Regions from separate parts of the Anas platyrhynchos genome. Here region 1 is linked to region 2. A link is a contact called in public Hi-C data. All regions are on one chromosome and are shown on one strand. Each heading gives the region's core, a stretch centred on a gene start, on an enhancer-like site or on the middle of the called end of the contact. The rest is flanking DNA. Distances are from core to core; before and after follow the strand shown.

Region 1 (6,785 bases), core at 1,493-3,992, 150 kb before region 2:
CTTTCGCCTGTGATTCCCTGAAAGACAAACCTGACCTAGTTTTTCCTGCTATGAAAATCAGCACTGGCGGATGACCCCAGATATGTTGAGAAATCTTGAGCCTTGAGGAAGTAAGATGGCAACATATCTTGTTCTCTCCACACCCATGTCCCTCCTCCTTTCCTCCCTCAGCTTTTAGCATGAACAGAAGACGATTATTGCAGAGCAGTCTGAAGAATATACAAGCAAATGCTTACCAGGCTTCTTTGGCTCCTCCTGGCATGAGTGAAGGGCCATATCGGGCACCCTCCTCTCCACCACTCACACCGCTCCCAACAAATAAGATGCCCTTTTTCATCAGCTCCTTACAACGTCTCTGGAACAAAAAGAGGAGCAACATTAGTTAATTTATTGTAATGCCAGAGTGTTAGAAACAAAGGTTAGCAAATCAGACCTAAATTAAGTTTTCAACTCTGCTTTGAACATGCCAGCAGACAACTTCAGAGAAAGCTTGTACGCCAAAGTGAACGTTAGGAAACTTCCTATTGCTTTGACATGGATCCTTGCAAAAGAGACGTGCCAAAAGAACAAATTCCTTGTAACCACCAGAGAAAAGAGCACCGTACTGAGGCTGGAAAAGGCTCACAATAGTGCCAGGTGATACATGCTGTGTGCAAAGATGTGGAGGAGGCAGATTAGGCCCAAGTTGCTGAGTTCATTATGCAGCAAAGGTGCAATTCTGGACAACTACATAGGAAGCTAATTCCTCTTGAGTGGGAGAGAAACACAGGCTGAGATCTGTAAGTGGAGCTGCAAGCTTGCCAAGTATTAAACCTCATTTAATACCTGTTTTTAACTCTGGCTTGGCCAAGCCACTTATCGAAAAACAGGAACGCAAAAGCAGAAGGGCTAATACCAGTATCCCCTCTAAGATTCAGAAGCACCAATTTCTGTGCAACACTTTCATGTAATCATCCCAGATAGGCTAACGTAACTTCAACAGTTACAGCCTGCTCATATGTAGGCCTTTAAAAAAAAAAAAAAAAAAAAAAAAAAAAGGAGCATTCAACAACCAGACCATTGCTGCTTTCATTACCAAGACAGCCAAACCAGCAGTTCTTTCTTATTGGATCTTCCCACAGTCATGCAGAAGAGAGCAATAACAATACAAATAACAATAACAAATGCAATACTGTTCGTACTACTTCAGAACCTGTATTTCAGGATGTTGTCAGCTCCTAGCACACAAGACCAATTCAATAAATATCCTTAGATTTTCAATTATTCCTTAAGACTGTAACAGGACATTTTCTAAGAGACTTCTCTCTTTAGAAGATGTCAGTAAAAATATCCTTTGATAATTTAGGAAACTTAAAATAAGAAATATACTTGCAGAACAGTCCTTATCTACCGCAACAACTGATTTTTAATACACTGCATGATCTAGTTCTGCAGAGAACTCAACTTGGCCTTTCCTACGGGGAAATGACCAACCGTTCTCATGATCAGAGGAGAAAGAATCATGGGAAGTGTATTTTATTCACCCACTTTGGGCAGAAAGCAGGCTTACCGTGGTATCTCTGTACTCAGAATTCCCACCATCAATTATGATGTCTCCAGTCTCCAGCAATGGCACCTGCCAAAAATAAATCAGCGTTATTTTTTTTGGTCTAAGCTTAAAAATTTATTACTGACAACTAATTGAAATCTTCCAGAGGAAGCTTTTCAAAGAGCCAGAGGGAAGTCGCAGTTAGAACATTTGTCTCACCAGTTTATTGATGAAATCGTCCACCGCGCTTCCAGCCTTCACCAGCAAGATGATGCGCCGGGGCTTCTTCAGCTTCGAGACCATCTCCTCCAGGCTGTGAGCGCCGATCACTTTGGTTCCTTTGGCCTCGTTCGCCAGAAAGTCATCCACTTTGGAAACCGTCCTGTTAAAAGCGCAGACCTGGAGGAACACGTTAATAACACCTTAATAAAAGTGCATTAACAAAAGCTGCCAGCTGAACAGTTACATTAGCTCAGGCTACAAATTGTATAAGTGAGGCCTGGTGGTGTGTGCTCTGTTTCCACCTGAAGGCACCGAGCCTCTAACACGCAGCAAGTCCCTGCAAGCACCTCAGGAACCCATTGCTAAGGGACAAGCCTGGAGCACGCCTCAGCAAAAAGCCGTGCTGAGGGGTAAGCCATGCACCACGGGCTGATTTTTGCTGGAAACGGGTCAAAGCACAGCCGGGGCGACAAGGAAAAGGAAAACCCAGCACCCAGCGGGCTACCACAGGGGGACATAGGGGCTGCGCGGCCGGGCTGCCTTCAGCTCACCACGAAGCCGTGGTCGTTCATGTTGAGGATCAGGTTCTGGCCCATCACGGCCAGGCCGATCAGGGCGATGTCGGCTCTGTGGAGAGGAAGAGGAGAACGCGTCAGGGAGCCGCCGCCGGCAGCGCCCACAGGCAGCACCCGCACCCCGACCCTGCCAGCGCCCAGCCCGGGTCCCCCTGCCCCCACAGCCCCCTCACGACCCCCTCAGCCCCTCAGGGCCCCCCCGGCCCCCTCAGGACCCCCCCGGCCCCTCACGGCCCCCTCAGGACCCCCCCCGGTCCCCGGTGCCCCCCCCCGCCCTCACTCGGCCATGGCGGCGGCGGCAGCGCTCGGGGCTCGGTGCGCGGCTCCCCCCTCCCGCCCCGCTCTCTCAGCGGCACCGAGGGGGCGGGGCGAGGGCAGAGCGCGCCCATTGGGTCCCGCCGCCAGGCCCCGCCCCACTGCCCATGGGCTGAGGGCTGGGGAGGGAGGGAGAAGCCCCGCCCCTTAAAGGGCCAGGCCCCCGTTAAAGGGGCAGCAGGGCTGGGGGGGTTCCTAAAATGGGGGGGGAATGAGGTTGACCCCAGGGGCGTGGGGGAGGCTGGGGGCTGTGATCTTTTTCTCCTCTCATTAAGGAGCAGTAATTAGCTAACCAAGCAGTAATTAGCTAACTGCTGTTGGGAAATCGGCCCCAGCCGCAGCCAGCACCTCAAACACTGGCCGGGAGGGGTCCCAGCCCTGGGGGTGCCACAGCAGGAGCAGCAGCACCACAGCAAAACTGTGTTATAAACACAGGGGGAGCTCCCAGAAAGGACTGCCCAGGACAGCAACCCTGAGGAGGGGGCACTGAGTGGAAGAATGTGACTGTCCGTATGTGACCTCGCGTATTGTGACTGTCCCCAGAGCTGGGACCTCACAAGGGCCGTTTGATTTCACAAATTTCCTGTCATTCTTAGCAGTCACCCCCAGATAAAGTTCAGCATTGGCAGCACTACTACCACGAGTACCACCTTATTTTATCTGTTAATCAAAAAACGTTTTTGAAAGCATCTAAAAGCTACTTAGAAATGCTGTGGAACATACCAAAGGGAAGAGGACGACTAAGGATAGGGACAGTCTCTCACCCTCCTGAAGAACGGGGTCAAATTTCTTTCCACAAGAGCATAAACTTGCTCAGGACAGATTTTTAAAACGATAGAAGAAACTAGTAATGAAATCCTAACAAAAGGAGCACACGTTATACCTGCTAATGCACTTGGTTGTACCTTTATTGTTTCACCTCGTTCACTAACAGTTCAGTGGTGCAAGGTTACCATACACAGTTAGATAATATCTGCATTGCACACCTAAGGCTATACAGCAAATGGATCAGAATTAGTACAAATACATGAACTATATTTACATTTTGTATACTCAAGCTCCAAACATCAGATATTTACAAAATAAAATATGAAAATGAAAATCTGAAATTAATGTACAGTGTTGCTGATGCACTCCTTCGCTGGGATGAAATCAGTTTGCAAAGACATTTGTTCAAGAAGGCCACTTATACAGTGTATACCTTGTATACCTTGTGTACAGAGAGGTTAAACAGGGACATGGGAACTGCAAGAAGAAAAAGGATGTGTTTCAGTGCAACAGCATGTCTAATGTCCAAAGTCAAGAACATTAATCAACTGCACGTGAAGTATGAACAAGCAGAGTGGAAAATTAAGAACTGATCCTGGGAAGTGCTGATCATCCAAGACTCCCTCTGCTTCTACTCCTTGGATTCAGTGTGAGCAAAAGGTAGCTCAGTACTGCTCAGGATCGGGCCACAACTTGGCAACATTAAGAATTCAAGAGTTTTGACCTCCACACCCTCAGTTTTCTGAATACACGTCTGCTCCTGTTAATTTAAAAACTGTTCCAATTGACATTGGACACGACCATCTGGTTAGTGTTGGACTAGTTTAGATTTCAAATACTTAGAGCGCATAAATGGCCTTCTGAACAAAAAAATCTCAGTCCTGTTCTTGAACACCTGATGTTTTTAAACAAGGAAGCACAAAATTAATACATTCCTGCTACATACAGTATAGTTCAGACCACAGATTGGGGTTATTAACCACAATGGAGAGATGCAACGCGCACGTCAGAGACCCATTCTGAAGTACATTCAGCAAACCGTTCCAGAGCAGCATTAGTATCCTTCCTTCGAGCAGCAGGTTAACAACTGCATGTTCAACAAAAACACCACCACAGTATAAACTAACACAAACTGAGGCTGTGTAAGTGTACCAGAAAGATGCAGAGGCAGTATTAGTTGATGGGAGAGTACCAATGGGTGTTATTCCAAAGCTAATCCTCTTTCTTATCTAAGGTGCAATTAATTACAGATGTATAAATATACAATACATTACATAAAATTAAATCCCTGTAAATTAGGTAACAAGCAGCAAAAGGTAAAGTCTTTGCTTTGAAATACCTTGCTAATCAGTAATAAGGACTATCACACACTGGCAAGAAAAAAAAAACTTCTCAGTGGTTTGGAAATAATATTCCCTTCCCTTCTGCATCCCACAATAGAGGAATCTTCTTTTAAAAAGTACTTAAAGTGCATTTCTAAAATACAGTATAGGAGGTTCAGTTTAGTTTTTAAAATATCCAGGAAGCTCCATCAAACATTACAGGGTTTTCATTGGACCAGAAGATAATTTTCTTCTCCCATTCACTGATGAACATAAAAAAACCCAAACCATGGCACAGCTTCACTCCCAGCTCTCTCTAAGAAATGCCTATCAAGTTTGCTACGAGTGTTTATGCTCAATGGGCTGGCAGGCCCACAGCATGATGCCTTGCCTCTAGTGGCTGGTCCTGAGAGCTGTCTGACTCCAGGACATCATAAGCATAACCAAGAGAGGGTTTTTTAATGTCCAGAGAAGGCAGCTTAGCATATTTTTCCCTTCTAAACAGACATTTTTAAGTTGTCAGGCTAAATCAAAAAAGCTTTGAAGTGAATGGAAATCAACTTTTTTTTTTTTTTTTTTGGCTTTGCTCTCCTTTAGAACATTTGGATTTCAGTCATCCAGTTTTAAGTAGGGAAACCAATGTATCAGTACATACCGAAAAACTGTGCCTTCACGTCAGACACAGTAATAGTAATGCCCACTTGAACTTCACGTGAAAATTGATTTTGTCATAGATTATGCAGCTTTAAGAAGTACTGATGTTTAAAAATAGCATCTTGTTCTTCTGATGACCTGGTATCCATACAGACATCAAGTCATCAGAAGCTGCTTGGAGTCTTTAGATATAAGACACTTATGCAACACAGCTGTAACATTTCCAGCTCTGTATAAAGCAAGCATCCGTCTCTTCCTGTTTTCAAAGGAAGATCCCTTAATCGTGTTTCTATCTAATGCTTATTTCTCCTTGTTTCTTTTTCTGGTTTATCCAAAGCAAAGACTTAGCAAACTAGCTTTCTTCTAGTATAAAAAAAAAAAAGATAAAAATTAAAATTTTTATCTCTCAGTGCGTCACATAATACCACCACTTAAATTGCTAGCCCTCCTCAGACTGGTTCCACTTTTATTATATACAGTGGTGGTGGTGGCAGCAACAACTTAGTGCTTAAAATTAACCTAATTCATTCTTAAAACATCTTGACATCGGCTTAGCTCCAGCCTGGGGAGCCCACTCCCAGCTCTAGTGGTCTTACTTATCCACACACTGGAAGTGCATAGCGCCCATTGCATAACAAAGAACTACCATCACTGTATTAAGAGTCACATACAATTAAACAAGACAAAAACAGAAGGAAAAAAAAAACTACTATTATGGGTCCCCAGGACATACACTCACTCTGGGTTCCAGTTCTGAAATAAATCTGAGGTCCATAGGAGACAAGATGAGCACATGATTTAGCTTGAGTACTATCTTGAAATACATAAGGATATGTCCTAGCAAGTGTCAGACTCCATCTCCCTGCTCCTTTTTCCAACCATCCTTTTAAGACGTCCCATTATGCATTGCACTTCATCAAATGAAAAACTCATAAAGCTAAAAAAAAAAAAAGTGCTGAGCTGATGACAGTCCCACATATACTTTTGGCCACAGAACTTCCAAGGCATGGTGAGACCTGGTGATGAGTGACCTGAATCAAAATGACCTTCCTGAGCTGGAGTCACAAAACTATTTTTTTGTTTGTTTGTTTTTCCCTAGATGCGCCTACTGTAATGGTGGAACAAAACCCTTTTATATCTCCCCAAGAGACAGGAACCTCAGGATGAAATTCCTGCACGTTCCCCCAGGATCACAGCTAGCCCTATCAGTGCCCAAGGTAAGTCAAGAAAGTACAGCGTAGCAGTCAAACACAGTAAAAGAAAACAAAGAAAAGCCCCCAACCTCCCTGAAAACCTAACTGAGAAAGATGAGCTCACTTCTCAGGAAGGAAACTCATTTTGCCTTTCTTTCTTGGGACAAGGAGTAAAGCTTTGCCCACAAGGAGAACTTCCATTGTAGGT
Region 2 (6,263 bases), core at 258-2,757:
CTCTACACCTTAGAGTCAAATGAAAGACAGTCCTAAAATTGAATTACTCAGGCTCATTTTCAGGACATGCCACTGGCTATTAAGACCTTTTGAGTGCAACTAGGAAACATCACACTTAAAATATTGCCTATTTATCTGTAACAATCAGTTGTCTTGAACATCATCCTCATGGTCTTGGTAATACTGAGCTTGAAGTATTGCTTTTGGGGTTTATTCCTATTTTATTTATTTTTTTTTGTAGTGAATGTTTATTTATTTAGAGGAACAAACCATCTATTTAGCAGACAATAGTTACATGCTCTAGTTTTACATAAGATGAGGTGTTAAATTTCATTTAAAAATCCTTTATATAGGCAGACAATATTTATTATCATGGAAAAAAAAAAAAAAGTGAATCTATTGCTTATAACAAAATTGCTTTGTATTCAAATTTCAGATCTGGGGACTTGGGAATAAATCCTCATTATGGAATACCCTCCTCCCCCTATGACAAAACAGCAGGATGAAGAAAGGGAGAAGAGTTTTCAACATGCTAAAGCTATCGACTAGATGATTAAAGTAGGTCACCCAGCATATATATGGATAGAAAATAGATTGCATTCTACTTGCACATGCAATTACCTGCAAGGGATACTGTTAGCAGTCAGCTTACACAAGTCTACAAGGCAGAAAGAGGTGGCAGGGGTAGGTGAGGGGAAGGGGATATGCAGGGTTACCTGCTGTCAGTCTATAATTAGCTTTGCACATGAAAGGTAATAGAGTACCAAGAACTTTTAGTTCTCATTACAGCACCATTAATATCTCCATAAAGATCTGAATAAGATAAGAGGTTAACTTCAAGCACATGAGGAAAGGGATAGTTAGAAGGACTGCTCAACAGGTCACAGAATAAGCGGTCTTGTGAGCTGTTTAAAGATTCATGATACTAAGCAAAACAGTTGCCTTGAATTGACAAATACACAAGAACTTGTTTGTTATTTAGTAATTAACCCTAAGACTAAGTAATTAACCCTAAGACTAGACCTAAACTAAGGTCTATACGTTTGTTCTGAAAAGCAAGAGAAACTCAGTGGACAGAGAGAACTCTCCCTCATCTCACATAAAAAGTATTCAGAAGTTCTCCTTTTAACAAGTACCAGGCTGAGTTCCTGGAACCTACCAGGATGCCTGGGTTACAGGCTAAAATAATTGCTAGTGCTATGTAATTAATCAGCAAACAAATACCTCTCCATTGTTTTTCTGGACAAAAAAGCTTCACCAATATCTAGATTTTGAAATAATTCAAACACTTAAAATTCAGAAGGAATCTCATGGGGGAAGGAAGAAGGATAGAATGAGGTATTTCACCTACCTAAAGCCACCATATAGCCTTCAAAATTGTCATTGCTGACAAGGTTCCAGGTTCCACTGAAATCTACAGGCATTTCTAGACTGCAGAAAGAAGTTGCAATGAACCCCTGAGCAACAAGCAAAAATAAAGAAATAGGCTTCCAACCAGGCCTTATATGAGGAAGACTGTGGGTGGAATTACATCAGAGATCCTTTCTGATGGAGGGGAGGGGTACTGTTGCTGAGCCAATAGGTGACAGGACATTTGTGGATTAGCTTCGGCTGTGTTGGAGGGAAAAGTTCACAGTTTCTGAAATCTTTGTATGGAGCAAATGTTATTAACCCAAGAGTCACACAGTACAAACGAAAAACTGGTTAAACTTCTGTCTGTCTTGTATACTTTAAAGGGAATCACGGACACAATTTGTCATTAGTCAGATTCCTTGCATGTATTTTGGGTATGGGGGTTTATGATCTGAAATCTACGTATTTATTTAAAAGGTGATCTACCCACTGCAAATTCACGATGTTTTAGCAGGCAGGGGTTGACTGGTAAATTGTTCATGGTACTGTATCTGCAAGTCTTAAAGTAGTACTTATGATACAGGAATAGAACTAAGTAGAGTGTCTCATTGGTTTATTCCTGGAATGGATAATAGGCAGCATTGTTGTCTAGTGGCTGTAACAGGAAAGTGAGAGACCAATTGTTTTTGCATATGTTATTCTCTAATGTGACTCTTAACACAACTCTGCTGTGCCACAGTTTACCCATTTGTGTTCTGTACTTCTGTTAGATATATCTTAGGTAAATGGACATCCAAGCACACGGGAAACATGCAGAATGAACAGCAAATTCTCTGGTTTCCCTGGTGCTTTTATCAGACAGAAAGTTTATGTAACAGCTAAGCATGAGACAACAGATCTAGAGGCCAGAGATCTGTTCACAGTTCTACAGCTCTATATTTATCAGTTTTTCTAAAGGAAAGAAGTCAAATACCTGTTCTTGCAATTCACATTTAACTCCTAAAAACAGCTAATGACAATAAGAAATTCAAAAAGTAGTCATGTAGATAGAAGATGTGGCTCTCCCCTTGCTTTTTATTCTTGACGCATACAGTAAAGGGGAGATCATATGGAGCATTAATCCCGTTGATGCTTTATTAGGTGCTGTGCATTGTGCTAGAGTATATAGAGAGTATAGCACATGGTGCAGCTGGGAAGCTTCAATATTAGACTTCAACACAGTGAAATAAATTCCTTAAGTGATGACCCAGTCATATATTTTGAAAAATGAATAGAAGAACACTTCAAAGGGAAATGATATGTGAGGAATTTAGAAATAAGACTTGAATTCCTACAGAATACATACAATTCTCCAGTCACCTGCAGTTCTTCCATCTGTGGCCACTTTTTGCAAACCGTATGCCTAATTGTGACAATTTACAAAGTACATTTAAAAAGAAATGGGAATTTATAACCCTGAAATAGTAAGCAGTCTAGAATTTTGAAGTACTGGAGTTTCTTGTCTGTAAAATGGGGAAAACAACAGTTTCTAAATTTGTGCATATGTTTTAAGCATCAGCTTAATCCTACATTTTAATTTGTCAGATGGGACAATAACGATCATGACAGTGAAGGCTACATTGAAAGAAAAACCCAAAATTGATGGACAAGGGAAATCTTAACTGCTAGTAAAAAAAAGAATTGGGTATTCTGAATCTTGAATGAAAAAAATCACCTACAGCTACTACATTTACCTGGTCACTGATTCAGGTCAGGCTGAACAAAAGGATAATATTTTGCAGAGAAAATTGTTTCACTGAACTTTAACTACATTTTTGGAGATGACAGTTTGACCTATATGACTCACAGAATCATGTGAGTAGGAAATTAGGACGTCAAAGCTTCTTTCCTGTTTGCAGTTGGATATTGTTCTCTAACCTATACTAAACTGGGAATGGTACAGAGAAATGCAAATTAATGTTTCCCCTGGACTCCAGTAGTAGCATTTCACCCACAATTTGTTATTACAAGGTTACAATACTAAAAGAGCACTGTTGCAATACTATTGACTCTTCCAAGTAAAGAGAAGTCAGTACTAGTATAAATCCTCCCCAAAAGTCTGGATTAACTTTTTAGCTGAAAATTAAGATTGTGCTGATTGCCCAGGATGTGGTGCTTCTTTCTGTAAAACAGTTCAAAATCTCAAACTAAGATTTATGGAGGATACTCAGGTAACTATTTCAAGACTAAGCCAAGGAACTGTGTATGCAACTTTGTGAGAACTCCCTAGTGTACTGGCCACCTCCTGTGATGGTTCATTTCATCTTCCTCTATTTTTCCTTTTTTGTGGATATTTTTTCCATGTCCATCTTAATTGCTGTGCAGCACTGAGCTTATAAAACATTCTGCCGATGATGTAGCCTCATTACAGAAGTAAATTAAATGGTTCCTACTGCTGTTGCAGTATTTGTAAAATAATTTGAGTCTGAATTACTTATGTGGTATAAGGACCCTATGTGTTCTTAATTGAGTAGGACCAAAAGCAATAATGTCAAGAAAGCAAGCCTCATTTTTTTCTTGCAGAATATCTGTGAATGCATTACAACTCCTATAAAGAAGTTCAATGAACTGCATGATTCCCAAACCTTACAAGTATATACATTCTCTCTTAGACTTAGTCAACTCTTGCATGTTTTACTACTTGAACATTTCAGAATATGACACCTCACTGACTGTGATACTGATATTTAGAACTGATCGGGACAGCAGATTGTCAGTATATGTTTACTTCTAGTGTTGTAATAGGGAGATTTCTGGATCCCACTGGTAAAACAAAAGATCCATATTCACCACGATTTTTGAACAATATTCTGTTTTGTATAGACAAAACCATACTGACATCATTACTACTTAAAAGTTATGCAGTCATCAAACATCAGATTTGGTTAATGACTAAAATTATCATACTGCATGCAATTTATTTTATCAGAAGACTCATCACATATAACTACATTAAAACCCAGTGAAATAACTGTCTGAAGATCACAGCTTTATAAACATCCTGTTAAATATGCAGTTTCTCTAGAATTACACAGTGCACCAATATATAACAATGTAATTATTTGGAAGAATAAACCTAAAGTGCAGTTTTACTCTGAAAAGTGACCACATAAATGGGGTGCTTTCCTACTGGAAATATCTGCTCTGTTTATTCAGAAGCACACTTGTTGACGTGCATGCTGGAAATAACATTTTCCTGCTCTCTGTTCTTGTCAACCATCAAGAAAGACAACAGACGAAAGAATAACATAGATCTTATCCTTTTGCATGCACCATCAATAATACAGTTTATCTTCAATGGCAGTTTGATGCTAAGGTGTGACATAGGGGCTTAATATGTCCTTCAGTGCCTTTGTAACTGTTGATGATACATGAACCCAGCCTCATTATCAAGAGACTGTGTAAGCTTGCCTAAGCTCTAAGGGAAAAAATGGCACTGAGCACATTTGATGCAGAAATCACCCAGGAAAAAAAAATAAGATCTATGATGCTACTCTATGTCACAGTAGAGTTACAGATGACCTTCTAAGCTGTGCCTTGATTTTGTTACACTAAAAATTTCCTTGTACATTACCTGCAGACGCTGTGCCTTTGAAGAGGGGGAGTGAGAGAGTGGCTGTGGTGGAACTCAGCTGCCCACCCACGTAAAACCACCACAGATGGCCACCTTTACACAGCTAGCAGAACAGAGCTCCTAGTACATGGTAATTTTATAATATTATGAGACTCCAGGTTTGTATGTGTGATCCTAGCTCCACTGCAGGTTACACGTTCTCCCACTAGAATCTTTAATCTCCTGTTGGGTTCTATATGAGCCCTGCACATTCTAGGGCAACCGTCATGTTCTGTGTTGGGCTTCTGGCTTCCAGATTCACCCTAAGCTCTCAGTGAAGGCCACACCTCTGTGTAATTTTTTGGGAATCACCTGCCAGGGAAGAAGGATGACAGGTTGTCACAGTTATGATCCCAAAGCAAGTCCATGGTTCTAGTCTTGCCCACCACCACCTACGCTCTGCACATCAAGAACTTCATGTTCTGTTGGCTTTGTTGATCCTAAAAAATGTGAACAGATTTGTTTTGAGGAGATAGTATGAAGAAGCTGTTGACCTGTTAGGTAGTGTCTCAGAAACCTTGATGGAAACCTTGACATTTTTATTAAGGCACATAATCCAAACCAAAAATGGGATGACAGCAAAGAAAGGGAGGTAGAATTATATTACCATGACATTCACAGTGCCTCTTTAGTTTATATTCACTTAATACAGACAATATGTTTTTAGATTCTAAACCAGATTTCCAGCAAAGAAAAACATTTCACTTATGAACAGTCCTAGTGTCCTACTATTTCTTTTCAACTCCACTAACATAAAAACATATCTAGGTACATACATTTGGCTCAAAAGTAAAGGCTCATTTATTATTTGAAATAAAGGGACAACTGTCTGAGAATCTGCAGTGACACTATTATTAACTTCTTTCCGTTAAATCAATGGCCATACACCAGTTTCTGAAGTAGGTATGAGAAACATTGTTGAACTGAATCTACAGCTCAGGAAACATGAATGGAAAAGTAAAGCACAAGCCAATTTGGGGAGCAAACTGTGTGAGAGCAAGTAAACGGGCTTCATATTTGAAAGGCAGGCAACTAAAAGCATGATTTATCTAGTGCCATTTCAGCCAGGAGTAAGTTTTTCCCTTCCAGGGTACAGCTATATCATTTCTTTAAGTTGCATCATATGTTAGCAACTTAAAAAGTAGTAGTAATTATAGGGATTTACTATCAGTAAGTGGTATGTTTTGAAATAAAATGGATTTATTACTTACAGCACTGTGAGTTATTAAAAACATTTGTGTTCCTATTTTATAAATAG

The links. Hi-C and Micro-C count contacts between places; a contact is called where the count stands out from the background.
Region 1: a contact with region 2 is called in a Hi-C map of skeletal muscle, with 2.3 times the contacts expected there. The contact joins the promoter of PGD here to the promoter of RBP7 in region 2. A contact is called at or near these places in 2 of 8 Hi-C or Micro-C datasets (skeletal muscle and subcutaneous adipose tissue).

Annotation. Positions count from the first base shown.
Region 1 is chr22:4,514,686-4,521,470 of IASCAAS_PekinDuck_T2T, reverse strand. It overlaps PGD (phosphogluconate dehydrogenase), which reads right to left and starts at 2,742. Exons shown (of 13, transcript XM_027443206.3): 1 at 2,606-2,742; 2 at 2,302-2,377; 3 at 1,748-1,927; 4 at 1,550-1,615; 5 at 237-355. The coding sequence starts at 2,613. It overlaps KIF1B (kinesin family member 1B), which reads right to left. Exons shown (of 48, transcript XM_038166749.2): 48 at 3,531-6,785.
Region 2 is chr22:4,366,918-4,373,180 of IASCAAS_PekinDuck_T2T, reverse strand. It overlaps RBP7 (retinol binding protein 7), which reads right to left and starts at 1,507. Exons shown (of 4, transcript XM_005026351.6): 1 at 1,352-1,507. The coding sequence starts at 1,424. LOC139999259 (a long non-coding RNA gene) reads left to right here. Exons shown (of 3, transcript XR_011804604.1): 2 at 437-558; 3 at 4,973-5,096. NMNAT1 (nicotinamide nucleotide adenylyltransferase 1) reads right to left here. Exons shown (of 6, transcript XM_027443184.3): 6 at 5,528-6,263.